Regions from separate parts of the Hordeum vulgare genome. Here region 1 is linked to region 2. Evidence: chromatin contacts called from public Hi-C data. All regions are on one chromosome and are shown on one strand. Each heading gives the region's core, a stretch centred on a gene start, on an enhancer-like site or on the middle of the called end of the contact. The rest is flanking DNA. Distances are from core to core; before and after follow the strand shown. Region 1 holds the start of LOC123397180 (O-fucosyltransferase 9-like). Region 2 holds the start of LOC123451870.

Region 1 (2,700 bases), core at 26-2,525, 380 kb after region 2:
ATTGGTTTACATTGTGTGTAGGGTCTTTTCTTCCTTATTTGTACAGACCTCCTTCTTACGATATGAGATATGATATTATTCCTCCTCCTAAGGGCATTTCTAAACGATCCCCTATCCGGCCATAAGGGAGGATAAATCCGGTTTTACTCCTCTATGCCGCACCTAGCCGAAGTCCTAGTAAAACCTATAAGGGAGGATAAATTTTACTCCAGTCCCTATTCAACCCCTAAATATACTCCGTCTGGAGGCGACCGAGAATACATTTTCTTCACGCAAAGGCCTCCTTATGGCTGGCCGGCGACTCATGTGAAGTTTCCTTGTTGACGGTTGTGACCTCCGGCCTCGTCGGCGACCTCACCGCCGATGCTCCGTTGCCCTCATTAACAGCAGGCCTCGTCGATGCTAGTTTCGCCTTAGCTCCGTTGCCCTCGTCGTCGTTGCCGTGGCAGCGGAGGCACGCTTGGTGTACGTAGCATCCTCGGACGGGCCGTGCCCCACTAGCAGTGGTGGCGCATAGCTGAACTGGACAACGCACGGAGGAACGACGGGGCGCTCTGCAGGCACAAGATGGTCGTGTTTTCCCTCACGGTGGCTGGGCGCATCGTCGTCAACGGCTCCGCCAGGCGGACGATCTCCATGTGGCAGCGCGATGAGGGCACCAACCACCCCCGCGTCACTATGGCCATGGCCGGAGCAAAGGTGAACAAGGTCTCCGTGCGTGCAATGTAGAGCATGCACACGTGTGCGTGCAAATCATGTGTTTGTGAGAGAGCCTAGGCTCTAGATGCGCGTACGAATCATATGCACCTTGTATCTAAGGTATAATCATGCACATCCTTCTTAAAAATCACAATGGTTCTTTGAGCTATTCACTAAACTTTAGAACGGTGTGAAGCTTATAGAGAAAGGATGAATATAATCATTTATAGTTCAAATAAACTATGTACATAAAATATATTTTTATGGTAAAAAGTGTTTTTACTTCGCTAGGTGTAAGGGATCCGTTAGAAATGGTTAAAATTTAGTGTAGTAAATATACCCTTCTAAAGCTTATTTCAAAGTTTACTTCTTTATTTTGCACGGGATTGATTAAAAATGCTGTAAGACGGTGACGAGCCATCATAGATTTTGTTTTGGAAACCGAAGTAGAATTGTTAAGCTTGACAAAGAAATGGTAGTATTTGTTTGTAAATCTGTATAAAACCCGGAATTTCGCTTAAGCCACAAACAATCAAGGCACACGTAACAGTCAATAAGTCGGCGAGCATCCACCAATAGGAGGAGACCATTCGCACACCGGCGGTTGCCAATACGATTCCACTACAGGTCTCCTCCTCCGGTCCTCTCCGCGGTAAACCTCGGCGCCCCCAACGAGGCCACCCGCTTCATGGCCGAGCTGAGCAGAGCTCGCATGATCCCGCGAGAGCCCCACCACTGAGGGAGCGAGCGATGTCCGTTGCCCCGTCGGCGCGCAGCGGCTGCGGTGCCGCCAAGGCCGCGCGGCGCCACCAGGCGGGGCGCGCTGGCGGAGGGAGGCGCCGCGCCGCCGTGGTCCTCCTTCTCCTCGCGCTGGCATACGCGACGGGGCTGCTCATGTTCGTCTTAGGAGGCGGGGGTTCTGTCGACATCGGCGGCCGCGCGGGCGTTACGGTGGCATCGTTGCGGCGGCGGCGCGCGCCCGCCCCGTCCCCACCGCCGCCGGGGTCGGTTTACCGCAGCCACATCGTGTTTAAGCGGCTATGGCCGGACATACGCGATGACGCCGCGTCCGCTTCGACTGCCACCTCCGCTTCTGCCTCCACCTCCTCTCCGTGGCGTCGCAGCATGGTGGGTGGTCTTTCTTCTTGCAGTTACCGTGCTCCCTGGGGAGATTTGGGGTTCTCACGTGCTTGTTGCCTGCTTCTTCGGTTCGATTCTTCTACTTCTTCATGTTTCACAACGCAATCAACGCGCTAACGCATTAGGCGAAATGTTCGGGGAGAATTTCGGAACCCTTTTGGTGCCTTTTCTCTGATTTATCACGGGAACGACGCCCAATACATTATTGTATCGTGAGCTGGTGTTCTTGGTATGTGAGTGATTTGCGCAAAAAGTCTAGTTCTCGATTCCTAGTTTTTACCTTCCTGTGAACGAGGTCATGCGCCCCCGCATTTCCGTTGTGTACGGCTACGCTCGTGACTTTGGATGTATTCATGCGTACTACTAGTCTGTTGTTTGTTGGCATCAAACTATATCTCTGTTTTGCCAAAAAAAAAGGAAGTTAATGTCTAGAAGTAAATATCCTTATCTCCTTACGATTCCGATGGAAGATTAACTATAGATTTTTGGTGGTAGATCTTCTGCGTGGCAGGTTGTGAATGCAGTCATTATAAATGAGCTGTTCAGTTCAGAGTTAAATTAGTCTAGTATTGCTCCAAAATACTCTGAACTGAACAACTCAGAGCTAAATCAGTCGCTCCAAAATACTCCAGAGTCTAGTATTGTTCAGTTCAGGTTGGGAGCATCAAATATGTTCGCAAGGAGGAACCAACTTCTTAAATCAGTCCTAAGAACTTCCAGCATATTCATTTTTGTCTATCGAACCTACCTGCTTTTGTCAATAATCATATTTTTTGTATGGTGCAGTTAATGACATCACGTTATCCAAATTCTGGAGAGCTATGGATGCCATGCGTCAAGAGGACGCTGATTCCATCAGGT
Region 2 (2,700 bases), core at 104-2,603:
GTTGCACTAAATGTGGCAACTTTTGAATTCTCGGTGAGACCGATATATGAATCTCGGTGGTACCGATATGATCACCTAGACTAGTTTCCAAATCTCGATGAGGCCGATTTCAAACTGGAAATTCCGTTTCTTGAAATATTCTTAATAGAAAGTTGTTCATTGAATCTCGGTGGCACCAATAGGAATGTTGGTGGTAACGAGATGGTAGGATTTGGCGTAGGTTGTGTCAAGTGTAAAGTCGGTAGGGCCGAATGGAAATTGTTGGTGGCACCGATTTTGCTGGTTTGGGTTTGGACACAAATATTTTTGCGGGAGAATGATTGAGTATTTTTGGTCTCTACCTCTAAGCACTTGAGCAACCAATTCATCATAATACGTCATCCCCTTTTAATAGTATTGGTTTTCCTATGGACTCAAAATAATTTTTCACAAAGTATAAAATGAAGAGTCTTTTTGCTTGAAGCATGAGCCAATCCTATCCCTTCCTTGCATCAAGGGGCATCCCCTCACAATCCTATAGCCAAAGCATCTTTGAACTTTTCTAAAATATACTTGAATAAACTCATTAGTCCAATGATGCATATGTTGTGATTAATTACGAAAACCACCTTAGGAAGCAATTGTGCTTTCACAATTACTCGCCTTGTAATGAGATCTGGCCGGTCGTGGTGCACTCTATATAATCCACCCCCGGGCTCGTGACCAAGGGTTGAGCATTCTCTACTATCACATATTCTATAAGCAAACACTAGCCCCAGGGTTCGAGACGTAGGGTTGTTACCACTTCTTAGTGGGGCCCGAACTCGTACGTCCATGTGTATCCACTGCGCCCTAGCTAAGCTTTGCCCCCCATTCATACCCCTCGTATTATTGTCACGATCATTCTCACGACATTGACCCTTCACACAACTTCTTCCAAAATCTTGTATCCCTATATTTTTTACAATCCTAGCTGTTTACATTCTAACTACTCCCTCCGTCCAGGTATATAGGACATGCGCGTAGTTCTAGGTCGTTAATTTTAACTATTTAAATATGTATTATATGTAATAAATAATATATTATTAGTTTCATGCGGGGATGTAGTTTTTTAATATGTAATTTTTATCGTATATAATATATATTAGCTAGTTAAATTGACAACCTAGAACTACGCGCATGTCCTATACACTTGGACGGAGGTAGTAGCTATGATTATATATAAAAAATACGAATTCAAAATTCTCAAAGAAGCTGGATGGATTTTTAAGATTATGGGAGAATCGATCAAAAGAATTGACCATAAAGACGTGCACGGCTTACTAGTAGGCCCAAACCGCGGAGGCCTAGCACCAGCGGCATAAATTGCCATCCCAACCGCAACCGGGCACCGCTGCCTGCCCCACTCCCCCCGCCGTCTCCGCCGCACAAATCAACACAACGGCCGCCACCGCCTACTCCGTCGTCTCCACCACCATCATCTCCAATCTGCATCTGAGGATCGAATCCTAGTAGATCTAAACAGCCTTTTCTCATCCACCCCCAGGGTTGAAATCCGCTCAGCCCTTGCGCATCTCTCCGGTGGCCGCAGTCGAGTCGACATCATGGGACGCCGGGGGGGACGAGGAGGTGGATGGGTAGGAGGGCGCGGACGAAGGGACGAACGGCCAGGAGGTGGCCGCGACATCAGGGGCATGCGTGATCGCCTCCCTAACGACATGGGTATACGGGACCGCCGGCCTGAAAATCGCCCCCGCTGCAGCGCTGGTCGCAGCCCATCCCCGGGCTACCGTCGTCGTCGCAGCCCCTGCCAGGGCTACCGTCCTCGCCGCAGTCCTCGCAGTCGTAGCCCCTCCCCGGGCTACCGTGCTGGCCAGAGTCCTCGCGGCCCCTCCCCGCACCACCGCTTGTTCCGCAGCCGCTCTCCTGTCCACCGCGCAAGTCGCTCCAGGGACGACGACGGGCAAGGTGACTACGGGAGGGTACCCTGTCATCAGGAGCGCGATCGATGCAGCCCGAGAGGAAGCCATGATGGTCGCGGCGACCGCGATTCAAGAGGAAACCATGATGGTCGCGGCTACCGCGGCCCAAACAGGAGCTTTGACATTCGTGGCGACTGTGCGACGAACGGGAGATATGATGCTCCACCGGACTACATGCTCCCAAAAGATCCATACGACCAGGGGCGTGCTGCCAAGAATGAAAGTGTCTTCTTTGGAGGCCCTGGTGGCCGGAGCATTAACAAGGAGGATGGGTTTTGTGGAGACGCTGCCATGAAACTCAGAGTTAGTTCCACAGGATTTGGAAGGACTAGCTCAATGTACCTGGACAGCAGGTCGCCTCCGCCGCCGCCACCACCTACATCATTGGCTGCTAGGACAATGTACCCCTCGGTGCCACTTACAGAGACTGGATTCCTGACAGGGAGTTCAACGGTGAAAGGTGTGGAAAGCCTTGGCGCTGGAAGTACCCGGTTGCCTCAAGACGACAGCAGGTTTCAGTACCATGACCGTTTGTCTGGCCCATATGTTGGGAGCAGAGAAATTGAAAGGCTTGGCCCTGGTAGAGATGTGCGTAGTGACAGGGATGGAGAATTGGATATGCTTTACTCTAGTAGGGGCGTGTATGGTTCGGACACCACACCATCTATGCAGTTGAAACGGTGTGTTGGTTCTTCACCATCTGGACTTGCCAAGGGCAGCCCATACCGAGTGCATGGTG

What was found. Hi-C and Micro-C count contacts between places; a contact is called where the count stands out from the background.
Region 1: a Hi-C map of leaf shows a contact between it and region 2, with 2.5 times the contacts expected there. The contact joins the promoter of LOC123397180 here to the promoter of LOC123451870 in region 2. A contact is called at or near these places in 4 of 6 Hi-C or Micro-C datasets (leaf and seedling).

Annotation. Positions count from the first base shown.
Region 1 is chr5H:238,875,505-238,878,204 of MorexV3_pseudomolecules_assembly, forward strand. LOC123397180 (O-fucosyltransferase 9-like) reads left to right here and starts at 1,276. Exons shown (of 10, transcript XM_045091829.1): 1 at 1,276-1,827; 2 at 2,626-2,698. The coding sequence starts at 1,450.
Region 2 is chr5H:238,496,290-238,498,989 of MorexV3_pseudomolecules_assembly, forward strand. It overlaps LOC123451870, which reads left to right and starts at 1,354. Exons shown (of 3, transcript XM_045128416.1): 1 at 1,354-2,700. The coding sequence starts at 1,584.